2 separate regions of the Sus scrofa genome follow, and region 1 is linked to region 2. The links are chromatin contacts, called in public Hi-C maps. All regions are on one chromosome and are shown on one strand. The core of a region is the stretch at or near the end of the contact, and the rest is flanking DNA. Distances in the headings are between cores, read along the strand shown. Region 1 overlaps LOC106509733 (a long non-coding RNA gene). Region 2 has its middle 240 kb from the start of ANAPC1.

Region 1 (6,700 bases), core at 3,966-6,465, 110 kb after region 2:
GTCTTGGAGCAGACAAGGTGTTGGACTCAGATTATGAGGCTGATTTTAGCAAGGTGTCTCCGTCGGCCCCCACCCCCACTAGCTACTGTCTGTGAGCCTGATCGTCTGGAGAACTTTCTGAGTGGTTAATTGTAAGAATGCTGCTGGTATAGTATGTTGTCTTGGAGGAGACAATGATGCTTGGCTGGTTTAAAAGAAGCTGTTTTGAGACTCCTCTCAGGAGCCAAAGGGAAGTTCAGAGATGGAGGTGGGTGATTTTGTGCTAACCCAGGGGTGCTGAGGTTGGGCTAGCTTCCGCTTCTCAGAGGTGGAGGAAGGACAGCTTCTGAGCAATTTCTAGCCGCGTGGTCTGAGCTGCCCACTTTTTAGTGCAAGAAATACAAGAGAGAGACAGATTTTTGGCTTCTCTCTCAAAGCATGTGAATGATTCCAGGAACTTAATTGATTTTTTTTTTTTTTTTTTTTTGCCTTTCCTTAACACTGAAGGTCGCAAACTGTAGTAAAATCAGAAAGAAAATATGCTGGGGGAGGGGGTGGTTTTGGGGGTAGGGGGTGAGGATGGGGTAGTTGAATCCCTGAGGCTTGACTTGACCTTGATGTGTGTTTCTCAAGCCATGACTATTCTGATGAAGCTTAGCTTTACTGTCAAGTAAAATACAGGAAACTTTTTTTTTTTTTTTTTAAATGTCATCTGGTTACTGTAAGTGAAACGGTTAAAATGTCATAAATACCTTATGATAAACATTTTTCAAATTTGCTTAAAAATCTGCACATCAGTAAGCAGGGTATGACAGAGGGCTTTTTCAGTACAGTCATTTGAGAGCGTGGGCTTCCTGGGTTAATAATGAGTCAGCACCTGATTTCTAAAATTGGAGCTGCTAAGAGAACATTCGATCTGCCCCCAATGCAGTGCAGTGGCTGCCAGGCCCCTCTAGGAGAATCTGGCTGTTGGGTGTTCAGTTAAAACCAACCTGTTCTGGGGAGCCCTCCAGCTTCTGTCTCAGCTCTGCTGTATGTGGCTGGGAGGCCCCTATGCTGAGGGGTCCCTCTGTGCCAGGCCCACCTTCTTTGGCTGATGTGGATGAATTTAGGTTGTGCCGTGATGGAATTGGTTGAGCCTATGGTTGTTGCAATGTGAAACCCAGAGTTTATAAAGGGTTAGGGGGACTCGGGGCTGAAGTTGGTGCGTCTAGTGTCCCGTGATGTCCCACTGGCTGAGGGACCCAGCAAGAGTGGCAGTCACGGTCACAGCAGGAGCTTCGAAGCCTGCATTCTGCAGGTGACCCATAGCATGGGAAAACTGTCAGCTTAAAAGCAGAGAGCAGGATTCCGAGGAAGCAATCTTCCCTCAAATGTGACTCTTCTCATGTAAAATGAGAAAAATATTAAGAAGATTTAAAAAAAAAAAAAAGAAGAGAGAGAGAGAAGCTGGGGTTGCAGACTAACAGCTCAAGGGCCAAATGCGGACCTGTTTACCTGTTTGAATCCATCCTCCCACTAAATTCTGCTGGCCTGTGCTGCATTGCTTTTGTGTGTTCTGATGACTGTGAGTAGAGGGTCCCGTTTTCTTTGGCACGCAGATCCTGATGAACCCTTGTGTCCCAAGACTCCAATAGCCTTGGGCTTCCAGACCCTGACACTGCCCACCTCAGAGGGCAGCTAGGAGGACTCAGGAGCCAGCACTTGCCAAGCATCCAAGTGTGTAGACCAGGCTGTGGACACCAAAGGGACCCCCTCAGTAGCTCTACTAGTTTCTCTTCTTACCTGCTCTCTGAAGGTCTCTGGACTGGCTTGTGGCCCCTGAATCAGTGCCTTGACTTTCTGAAGCAAGATCTTGTGATTCCAATGGGATCAGAGCAGTGTCCCAAGGCTGAGTCACAGCCGTATGCGTGTCGATTTGGGGCCTCAGCCGGGCAGACACCAGGGGTTGCCAGGGTGGGGAAGCTGCCCAGTCTATCTCTCTTAGGGAGTAGTCTTCATAAGTGCTCAGAGAAATTGCCATCTTCCCAGAATGAAGAGCCCATAAGAGGAGAAATGCCTTAGGCGCTGCCTCTGTGCTCTGTGTGCACCGGCCTCTTCTCCTGCATCTCTGAGAACACGCCAGGTACCTGACGTGTGTTTACCACCGGGTGCCGTGTCATGAAATCCTCCTGGATAAGCACGGTTGGGGGAGTGGCTTTGAGGAGGCTGATTTTATCCCAGACACTGATTGTGTTCTTTCACGTAGGAGTCAGGCAGTTGTGTGGCTGCTGAAGGTCCATTCAGCTCTTACCTGTGAGACATAAGCCTGGGGCGAACTGCCGTTTGGTAATCAGGAGAGTCATCTTAAGAGGTCAGAGATAAGGCCACTGAATACGTCTGAAAAGAGAGCATTTATTAATATGATTTGCTGCTTGGCCATATTTTTTTAACTACCCAGAGATGCTGATTCTAGGCATGGATGCAGGCAGGGAGTCATGAGGAGACATTCTATGGGAGATACTGAGCAGAGACGTTTGAAAAGGACATCGAGGGCCAAAAGAGAACGCTGACAGTTGGATGACATTTGGAAGCTGCCTGGTGCCCTATTGTCACAGCGCCCTCAGCCTGGGGACTGGCCTGTGGCTTGCTGGCCTTGTCCCCCACTCTCCGCTCCTCATCAACAGCTGCACTTGGGCTCATGTTCCTTCCTGCTGAGCGGTTTCCATGGGACCTGACAGGTGCCCCCACCTCTGCTTGCTGTTTGGCCATTTGGGCAAGTTTCTCCACTTCTTGGTGCCCTACCTCCTCTTCTGGAAATGGGAATATGAGAGCACAACCCCCTGGGTCCTTGTAGAGATTGGTGATGATCAGCACATGGTTACAAGGAGACTCAGTAACTGTTAAGTACACATTCACTGATTCAATAGACCTAAACACCTTCCCATCTCTACCTGGGCCCTGAGCCCCGTGGGTGTCTATAACAAATTGGCTCTCATGCCCCTGAAGTGAGATCCTGTCTGTGTCATCGGCTACATGCCATGTTCTGCATCTGCAGGACATTTATTGATTAGGTAAAAGGGAAGGCCTTCTTGGTTCTCTCCAGGAACACCTGGGTTTTTAAATGTCATCACCACCATTATCACCATCATGGTTGTCTTCCTTGTCCTTAATATCATCACAGCAAGAACAGCTCCCGATTCATTCACCCTCAACCACATGGTAGTAACTTTCTGTCCAATACCTTTAACCCCCTCCCCCCAACACACACACACACACACACACACACACGCACACGCACACGCACACACACACACACACATACATACATACATACATAAACACACACACACATAGATACATACATACATACATACCCATCCCGGAAAGTAGGAAGGATGACCGGTCACTCAGCTCCCCGGAGGAACAGGATTCCCAGGCAGGTGTATCAGGCAGAGCAGTTGCTTTAAGAAGTGCATCGGTGATGGGAGAGCTCTTTCCTCCCATCAAGAGGAGAGTCAGGAAGAGCAGGGGGCCAGGAGGTTTCCATGCATAAGCCAACAACCTGAGGCCACAAGCCAGAAAATACAGGACCACTGAACACAGACCGGCCCCTAGGGTGGAAGCAGCTGGATTCTGTACCCATGCTTCCTGTCTAAAGCCAGCTACAGTCAACTTCTGGTTATTTGAAAATCATCATAATATATGGAGGTGACTCATATTGAAAATATTAAGTAAGATACACTTAAAACAAAAACCCCGGGGGAACATAACATGGCCTTTCCTGGTTGATTCCGGAGATATTTAAGATCATGCAGTGCCTCAAAAGCCAAACCTTCTGCAGGGGGTCCAAGAGAAGTACCCAGTATGTCCCTTTGCTCTGCCTGCCTTCTCTAGCCCCGCCCCATCCAGGGAAGGTCCCCAGTGCTTTGTGCATCTCCTTTCTGAGTTTAGGCTTTGCAGGCTGAGGGCTGGCTCCGTTGTGTCAGTCAGTCAGTCAAAATGGTGCCACTTTGTGGGGAAGTGTTTTCCTGCAGCTGCCTCTTGTACCCTAATCCAGAGGACCCTCTGTCCAGTGCCATGGGTGGGGCAGTACTGGGTGAGGCCCTGAGATGTTGGGTAGGGTTTGGGCTCCTACAGGGTGCAGGAGGGTTCTGTTTAGACCACAGAGCACAGGCAAGGAGAAACCATCAACAGATCAGAAGGAAGTTGAGGCTACAGGAAGGAGAGGTGGGTGGGGAACTGGGCTGGTCTCAGAGGATTCCTCCGATTAAAAAAAAAAAGCACAGAAAACCTGGTTGTATTGCACCGTGTATAATCCAAAAAGCTAATGGTGTTGACCATTCTCATCCATTATGATTTTCTGGCTTGTCTTTTGCTTTCAGGATTGACTATCCTGCAAGCAAAGTCTTCTGCTGCTTGGGCTTTTCACCTTTCCATCTACCCCATCCTTTCGAAAACTGATCATATTTAAAATATTAGAATGTTTAATATGGCAGAAAAAAATGTATCATTTTAGCTGTTCTCACTGGACAAATCATTTACAGAGTAAGAGAGGGATTGAGGGGTTTCTAATAGTTTAGCCAGATATAAAGGGAAACTTTACAAAGTAGTAGTGCATCCAGCAAGTGTTAGATGTAGTTGCTCTCAGACAGAAGAAGACAGAGCAGGCTGTCCAGAACAAAGGGCAAAGGGCATTCTGTTCATTCATGTGTCTTCTCTGCCATCCTTAACATTAGCTTCCTTCCTTGGGTCTTATGAAGGCTGCTGGAGATCCAGCCATCATTTCTGCATTCCACACATGAGGAAGGAGGGGAGTGGGGGGCAAAAGGCTAAGAGTCTTAGATGTCTGTCTCCTTTAAAGAGCCTTCCTAGCACCCCCAACTGACCCTTTCTTCCTGTGTCTTTCTTTGGCCATGGTCTCTGAAGAGGATCCTGGGAAATCGTTTTTGACCAACAGGAAATGGGGTTGTTGACCAACAGGAGGTGGAGGAGAAAGGATATGAGATGGGCAACCAGCAGATGTGAGATAACCATGTTCCTCTCCCTGGAAGTATCAGGAGGGTTACATGGCTTCATGGGCTGGAAACAACTTGGAGGGGGGCACGCAAAGGGACAGAAAGCACTTGTTTGATTTTTTTTTATTATGTCTAAATAGAATCATGCAGCTATTTCTCATTTACCCAGTAACACAATGAGGACTCTTTGTTTATGGAGTGCTGACTTGTTGCCACGCAGGGCTCTGCATGACCTCACTTAGTGTTCAGAGAACTCTGTGCAGCAGATTCTGTCAATTATTGTGCCCTCCCCGCCCCCTCCCCATCCAGACGAGGAACTTGGGACACAGAGGGATTTAGGGAGATGCCTAAGTCCACACTGTTAGCGAGAAGAGGAGCTTGGCTTTGAACTCCATCGTCTGGTTTTGGACCCAGCGATGTGGGGTGAACTGGAAGACGAGGTCTTCCTTATTCGCAGCTTTCTGGTGAAATAGACATAAGCCCGATAAGGTCAGACCATGGTGGATGCTCCAGGAGACTGGCCCAGGGAGGTGGGGCACTCACCTCCAGCAGCATCTCCTGCCTAGAGAAGACACCCTGTAGAATGGGTCCAAGCTGAGCGCTCTTCCTCTGCCGGGGACACACCAGGAATCTCAGCTATGTCTGAGCTCATGACTCACCCCTTTCCTCCAAGCCAGCTCTTCCAGAGAACTCAGTCGGTTGGGCTTCCGAGTCTGGACCACACCCTTCCTGTCCTGGCCGCAGCCAAGGAAACTGCCCAGACCTGGCTTCCGAGGCTGGGCGAGGAGTTTCCAGCAAAGAGCAGGATGGCTCAAAGCGAAGAGGTTGGGCTCCAAGGACCTGTAATTTATTCGCATCATTCAATCTGATCCCAGCCTGGAGAGGGTGAAACTACCTTCTCCCCTTCACACAAATGCCTGTTATCTAGTGACACCATCAGGGCCAGGAGGATGTAGGAAGACAGGAGGGGTTTGGAGGAGGGGGAGTGTTTGCTATTACTCCACCTTTGACCTAAGTCCCCTCCTGTGCCTTCTTGCCCTGCACCGTCTCTGGGCCTTCCTCCTCCAGCCTCCTGAACAAATAAGGTGGCCAGTGGAAGGCATAGTCAGTAATGGGTAATTGGGTACATTAGGAAAGTTCCTTAAAGGACCTTGATATCCAAGAGGCTTAACCTTTATCCCCTACTTCCCTCCTTCCTCCTGTGTGAAATGCACAGGTGATGGCTGGAGATCCAGCAGCCTCCCTGAAGCCATAAGGCAACTTGGAGGAAGGAAGCCAGTGCTGAGGCTGGCAGAGCAGGCAGATCGAGCAGGTTTGGGAGGCCAGGAGCTTTGCCTGGGGATGTGACTATATTTGGAGTGAGTTTACCTGCATGATAGAGGGAGGTGGGAGAAATCACTGCTGAAATTCAATCTGTAGCTCAACTAAGAGGGTTTGTCAGGATGTCAGAGTCCCTTCTGCATGGAGCTGCCTTTTGTGTTTCAGGTTTAGCAGTCAGAGGCTCAGGGCTGCAGAGTAACTTCATGAACCTCATGTGTTCTGTTCTCATGGCCCCTTCCTGAGGACAAAAACTACCCCCCCACAAAACATACAGTGACTGTCTTGGTACAAAGATGCATGATACCCAGACTGGGTTTATTAGTATATATTTATTTTCAATATACTCAGCTTCTTCTTTTAATTTGAAAATAAACTAAAACATTTTAAGAGTATTATGGGCCCCA
Region 2 (6,767 bases), core at 2,064-4,563:
CCTGCGGCATCTGGAGGTTCCCAGGCTAGGGATCTAATCGGAGCTGTAGCCACCAACCTATACCACAGCCACAGCCATGCCAGATCTGAGCCATGTCTGTGACCTACACCACAGCTTACGGCAATGTCAGATCCTTGACCTGCTAAGCAAGGCCAGGGATCAAACCCGAAACCTCATGGTTCTTAGTTGGATTCGTTTCTGCTGTGACCCAACAGGAACTCTGCTCCTTCTGCTTTTGATGCCCCTTTGACCTCTGTCTTACCAGGAGGTGGGAGTGCTATTCTTTATGGCGGTTCTGCTGATGGCCAGTCTTGTGCTGGATGCTTTCTTTGTCAACATCATTTTGGACTCACACGGGCGACTTGCTTGACTTAAGGTCACACAGAACATCAGTTAAAGTTGTGATGACTCAGGCACTAAACAGGGATTTACTGGAGGCTGTGAAGCTCATTTCTGGAATCTTGGGAAAAGTTGAAACAACCAGGCTTTGGAGGGAGCAGATGCCCAGGAATCCCTGGGACCTTAGCAGCAGAGCGAAGTCTTTTTGGTTGTGGGAACAGGACTGGAGGCCAGCAGCCCCCTGTCTAGGAATTGTACAATTCCAGCTATATAATCCTGGAAAAGGATCTGGTGATTATATGGCTACATGCATTTATGAGGTTTGCAGACATTGCTGAATCTGAATTCAGAGGCAGATAAAGCTTGGGCTTGTGGTGGTATCCCCGCTTTGAAATGAGAACACATCCTAAAGTGAAAAAGAGGGTTGCCACTGGCTGTTTACTGTATTGTGAAGGTGGCTGCTCAGGTGTTTCTCCCCAAATGCTGGCCAAGGAATGGGTCACAGAACTCCTGGCCCCTGGGGGAAGTGGAGTGAGCAGGGCAGCCACCCCTGTGATGACCACTTGACAGCTCACAAGGGGGAAGATAAAAGTTGAACTCAGGTTTTTTTGTCCCCAGCTCAATCTGCCCTCCATTCTCTAGATGAAAGCCGGTGTGCTGGGACACTGTACCTGATTAGCTCACCTTCTTGTAGGTTGACTCCTTGTTAGTGGAAGGAGTATTTCTATCCTAAAGACCACAGGATGCAGCACCGGCAGCAGGGGCGGTTCCTGGCCCTGGGGCTGCTGGGTGGGGGAGGGGCTATGAAAAGCTGAGCCTGATTCGTTTTTGCAGCAGATAAACCCAGATTGGTTGACCTCTGCCACCTCCCCTGAAGGCCTTGGAGGAGGAGGTAAGTTCCCTGCTGTGAAGCAAGAGAGGCCACTGGGGGACAAGGGCCCCAGCTGCCCCAACAATGCTTGACAAGTCTGGGCATGACCATAGGCTGAATATAGTAACAGATCTGCCAGAGACAGGACTGCACAGGCTCTTCTGGGCTGAGAGGAAAAGAGTCTTTTTTGTTTTTCTTTAATTTGAGTGTAAAAAGAGGCAAGCCCAGCCAGATATGAGGGCAATTTTTTTCTTTCATTTTTTAAAGTTTTATTGAAATGTAGTTGATTTACAAGATTGTGATAATTTCTGCTGTACAACAAAGTGATTCAGTTATCCATGCACACACATCCGTTGTCTTTCAGATTCTTTCCCCACTTAATTATCACAGAATACTGGGTAGAGCTCCCTGCGCTCTACAGCAGGTCCCCTTTGGCCAATCATTTCATATACCTCAGTGTTCATGTGCCAGTGGGGACGATTTAGAAGAGGTCTATTTAAATGGAGCCTGGGCTGGGTGAGTTGATCTCGGGTTGAAAGCCACTTCAGTCTGCTGAAAGCCCGCCCCAGAGGGGAAGTGTGTGTGCGCATGCGCTCACAGGGGTGGTGGGTGGGAGGAGGAGCCCACTTTGTCCGCTCTCCTCCGGCCCTAGTCAAGAGAGTGTTTCTGGATGTTTAGGTGGAGAGATGCAAAGATGTGGGGATCTAGAACCCAGCCTCCAGAGGCCTAGAGGGATGCATTCCCAGACCGGGTCTCACAGCATGGCCCCCGCCCCCCAGCCCTGAGCCATCCTGCAGAAGGATGTGAGGACAGCTCATCCGGCATCTGTCTGAGCCAGCGGACACAAGGTGACTTGACTGGGAAACCAGAGTCGTCTAGAGAAGTTTTTTTAAAAAACCAAACCTGAGAAGATAGGCAATTTTGAAGTCTACAAACATGCTTATTTCAGAGTAATGCCAAGATAGCGAGCCTACTGTGTGTCAGGCTCTGGGCCAACTGCTCTCAGTGTATCATCAGTTCATTTACTACTCCCCAAAGCCCCCCCACCCTCAAGATCTTCCCCTTTACCAATGAGAAAGCTGAGGTGTAGAAAGGGGAAGGGTGAAGGGTGTTGCTGAAAGTCCTAAAAGTGGTGGAACCTTTACTGAGCATGAGGGGGAGATGATCTTAAGATGCAGCACAAAGGACTTAGGTTAGACATGAGACCCATTTGGGGAAAATAAAGCTCACTGCAAGGCTTTGCAGTAGGTTACTGTGGAGTCTTCTGGATGCCTTTTAAAAAAAGGCCTAGGATGAATTTTGCCATAGCCAAAAAGTGGAAGCAAACCCAGGGTCCATCCATGGGTGAATGGATAAACAAAATGTATACACACAGGATGGAATATTATTCAGCCTTAAAAAGGAAGGAAATTCAAACACAGGCTGCAACATGAATGAACCTTGAGGACGTTATGCTGAGTGAAATAAGCCAGACACAAAAGGACCAAGGCTGTATGATTCTGCTTATACAGAATCTGGAGTAATCAAATTCATAGAGACAGAAAGGAGGATGGTGGCTGCCAGGGGTTAGGGGAGCGGATGTGAGAGCTGCTGGTTAATGGGTAGAGTTTCAGCCGGATGATGAGTTTGGTGGACAGATGGTGGGGACGGTTGCACAACAATGTGATTTACTTCGTGCTACTGAACCATACACGTAAAATGGTCATGATGGTAAATTTGACGTTATGAGAATTTTACCACAATTAAAAACAAATAGGATGGTTAAATACAGTACTTCCTGAGGGTGAGGGCTGGTCTCTAGGACAGACTGCTGTGCCCTCAGATGCTGTGTCCCATGTGCTGGGAAACTGATATCACTGTCCTGCCTTCCCTGGTCCTGGCCCATGTCCCCCCATGCTCTCTTAATTGTTAGCTATTAATTCGGCCTCGTACGTTTGGCCTTAATGTCTCACATGGCTGAGCATCTTCCACCAGGCTCTGTGGCCTCGGGCCCCTGGGAGTGGTGTTTTTGTGGGCAAGCCTGGCTCTGTGGTTTCTAAGACGTTGACTAGGTTTTGACTAGGTTTCGTGTTGCAACCCTGGGAAGAAGGACTGGGTGCTTTTTGCATGAAAAAACGTTGTGGCCTGATTGACACGTGGGTAAGTTTTCAAGAGTCCTGACACATTAGACCTACGTTGGAATGTGTGCCCCGCCCCCAAGGAAAACAAAGCGTGATCGTATTTATGATGCAGATGGCGACATCAAAGAGCTCGTGCTGCTCTCAAAGTTCCAGAAAATTTGAGGCACACCCTCGGATGGATCCAAGAGGCCCTTAAAGTCACAATTCACATCTCGGTGGCAGACATCTTGGCGAATGCACACTGGACTTTTCCTCCATTGCTGCTTCACACACCCCGCTGCAAGGGTTCAAGAGCAAGGGTTTGAGCTTTTCTTTGCCCTCTCTCTTCCCCACAGCCCTTAGTGCCGGCACTAGTGAGGCTGATGTCTTTTCACATTGTGCCTGTTTGTATTTCTCTTTGGGTAAATTGCCTATCTATATCCTCCTGTTTTTTTTTTTTAAATATATATTAAAAATGTATATGTATATAATAAAAATATATAAATTATATTTACAATATATATCAGAAAGTTGTTAGAGAGAGTAGATCGTAAAAATGCTCATCATGAAGGAAAAACTTTTTTCTTTCCTTTCCTTTTCTTTTTTTAAATGGAAGTATAGTTGATTTATGATGTTGTGCTAGTTTCAGGCGTATAGCAAAGTGACTCAGTTATACATATATATAACATACACATTACATATATATTCTTTTCCATTATAGATTCTTTCCCCCTCCCTTCCTTCCTTCCTTCCTTCCTGTATCAGTGTGAGCTGTTGGATGTTAACTCAATTCATTGCGGTAATCATTTCATGATGTAAATCAAACCATTTTGTTGTACACCTTAAATTTATACAATGCTGCATGTCAATTATATCTCAATAAAACTGGATGCAAAAGAAAAGAAAAAAAATTTTAAAGAGTTTGTTAAAGCACAATGCTTATTATGCTTTACCAAATGTGACATAAAGCAAGTTAAACAAATTTTCTTTTTAACAGTAGTGATAACCAAATAGCCATAAAATGTTCTGGCTAAACTTGTCCTCCTCTTCTTGAATATGGATGAACTTTAGAAACTGCTTCCCATAAGTAAAAACAGAGCACTCTAATGTGTTTGGATCCATGCTGTACTGACAGGAGGCTCTGTTCGTCTGGATTATATAGGAATCAGAATGGTTTTGTACACGGCAGGTTAACTTCACGTACCCGCAGAGTGAAAACAATCTTGCAGAGGTTGTTCTCCAGTCAAGCGGTCAGTACCCGAGACCATGACGACATCATTTTAGAAGAGGCTGTGCATGGTGAGTTTCATGTTCTATCTAGACAACTTTTCCTGTAGCTCTCACCACTACGATTCATTTTCTTTTAAGATAACATAGGGACTTGCTATTGTGGCTCAGCGGTAACAAGCCAGACTAGGATCCATGAGGTTGTGGGTTCCATCCCTGGCCTCCCTCTGTGGCTTACGGATTCAGTGTTGTTGTGAGCTGTCGTGTAGATCGCAGGTGCGGCTCAGCGTTGCTGTGGCTGTGGTGTAGACCGCAGCTGCAGCTCCAATTCAACCCCTAGGCTGGGAATTTCCATGTGCCAAGGGTGAGGCCCTAAAAAGAAAAAAAAAGATAATATAATATAGCCAGTTTACTTATGCTATTGGTTACGGAAGGTTGTATTTTAGTAGTATATGCTGAGTCTAGGTAGAAAGCTAAAGAGAAGAATCCAGAAATTGTGGAGCTGTTTATTAACTTTCCTAGGGTAGGAAAAAAAAAAAAAAAGGGAGGGACTCGATAATTTTTATCTGATTAAATTGCCTCTACTCCCAGATGCTATTTTTTTTTTTTTTTTTGGTGTCTTTTTGCCTTTTCTAGGGCTGCTTCCTGCTCATATGGAGGTTCCCAGGCTAGGGGTCCAGTGGGAGCTGTAACCACCAGCCTATGCCCGAGCCACAGCAATGCGGGATCTGAGCCTCGTCTGCAAACTACGCCACTGCTCACAGCAACACCGGATCCTTAACCCACTGAGCAAGGCAAGGGATTGATCCCTCAACCTCATGGTTCCTAGTTGGATTTGTTAACCACTGGGCCATAGTGGGAACTCCCCAGGTGCTAATTCTTGATCTCTTATGCATGTTGAAAATATTTCAACTATTCTGTGTTTTTAAACCTTATTTTTGTTTGTGTTGTACACAATTGAAAAACATGTGTGGTCCTTTTCTTTATAGTCTTGGCAGTTTATTTCTATTCTACCATAAGTTTTAAAAAATGTTGATCTTATGTTTTTCATAATCTTTTATAGTGTTTTTTGTTTCTTATTTGATTCATTTGGAGCTCGACAGTGTGTATTGTGTGAGGTAGGGATTTATATTTTGTCGTGGTAAACTTTATTGATTGTGCCAATTGAATTTAATTTCCACTAATTTGAAGTCTCCTCTCTTTCATCTTCACTTACACACACACACACACACTCACAACTACATTCTGAATTCTTGAATCCTTTTAAATTGTTATTTAATTATAAATCTAGTTTTCAAGAAAATAATCTTTGGCTTAATTTAGCAACTCATTTATTTTTGCTTTTATGTTTATTAGTTCTATACTTTAAAAAACAAACAAACAAACTTCTTTCTTATTTTACATCAATTGTTTTTTATTTTTTGGCTGCATCTGCAGCATGTTGAACTTCCCATGCTAAGGATTGAATATGTGCCACTGTAACCAGAGCCGCAGCAGTGACAATGCCAGGTCCTTAACCTGCTGAGCCACAAGGGAGCTCCTCTGCCCTTCTTTTTGATATTTTGTTTTTTGCCTCTTGAATTGAAGGCTTAGTGCATCCATTTTCATTAATTTTTTCCTAATATTTGCACTAAAGGCTGTAAATCTTTGTCAGAAGAGCTCTGACTGCAGTTTACAGGTTTTGATACGCACGGTTCTATATTTGTCTTTTTCTTTTTTTTTAGGGCCTCACCTGTGACATATGGAAGTTCCTAGACTAGGGGTCAAATAGGAGCTGCAGCTGTCAGTCTACACCATAGACACAGCAACACCAAATCCTAGCCACACTTGTGACCTATACTGCATTGTGTGGCAATGCTGGATCCTTAACACACTGAGCAAGCCAGGGATGAAACCTGCATTCTTGTGGATACTAGTCAGGTTCTTAACATGCTGAGCCACAATAGGAACTCCTCTATTTGTCTTAAAATTGTTCACGATTCTGTGTTTTTGGTTTTTAATATTTATTTATTAATTTTTATCATGTAAATGCCTGTATTTGAACTAACACTTTGCGACTAGATTACATCACTCTTAAGAGTTAGAGTAATGGTATAATCTTGAAAACGATAGCAAACATCTTGGCTAAGCAAGACTATATTGTCTTACATACATATTTTTAGTTTTTAGTGACCACATCTTGTTTTAGGTATAAAATTATAAAATTTATTGCACACTTAGTGTACTAGGTC

Evidence for each region. Hi-C and Micro-C count contacts between places; a contact is called where the count stands out from the background.
Region 1: a Hi-C map of mesenchymal stem cells shows a contact between it and region 2, with 2.5 times the contacts expected there. The contact joins two enhancer-like sites. A contact is called at or near these places in 4 of 47 Hi-C or Micro-C datasets (embryonic fibroblasts, heart right ventricle and mesenchymal stem cells) and 1 of 2 datasets of contacts at active chromatin or transcription factors (alveolar macrophages).

Annotation. Positions count from the first base shown.
Region 1 is chr3:44,828,111-44,834,810 of Sscrofa11.1, forward strand. All of the region lies in intron 1 of LOC106509733 (a long non-coding RNA gene), which reads left to right. Among named protein-coding and RNA genes, the nearest start is that of ANAPC1, 350 kb to the left of the region's middle. Within about 2 kb of position 5,216, at least 20 of the 83 cell types and tissues checked have an H3K27ac peak or open chromatin away from gene starts, as enhancers often do. A contact at or near this core is called in embryonic fibroblasts, where this site is marked.
Region 2 is chr3:44,720,803-44,727,569 of Sscrofa11.1, forward strand. No RefSeq gene overlaps it. Among named protein-coding and RNA genes, the nearest start is that of ANAPC1, 240 kb to the left of the region's middle. Within about 2 kb of position 3,314, at least 8 of the 83 cell types and tissues checked have an H3K27ac peak or open chromatin away from gene starts, as enhancers often do. A contact at or near this core is called in embryonic fibroblasts, where this site is marked.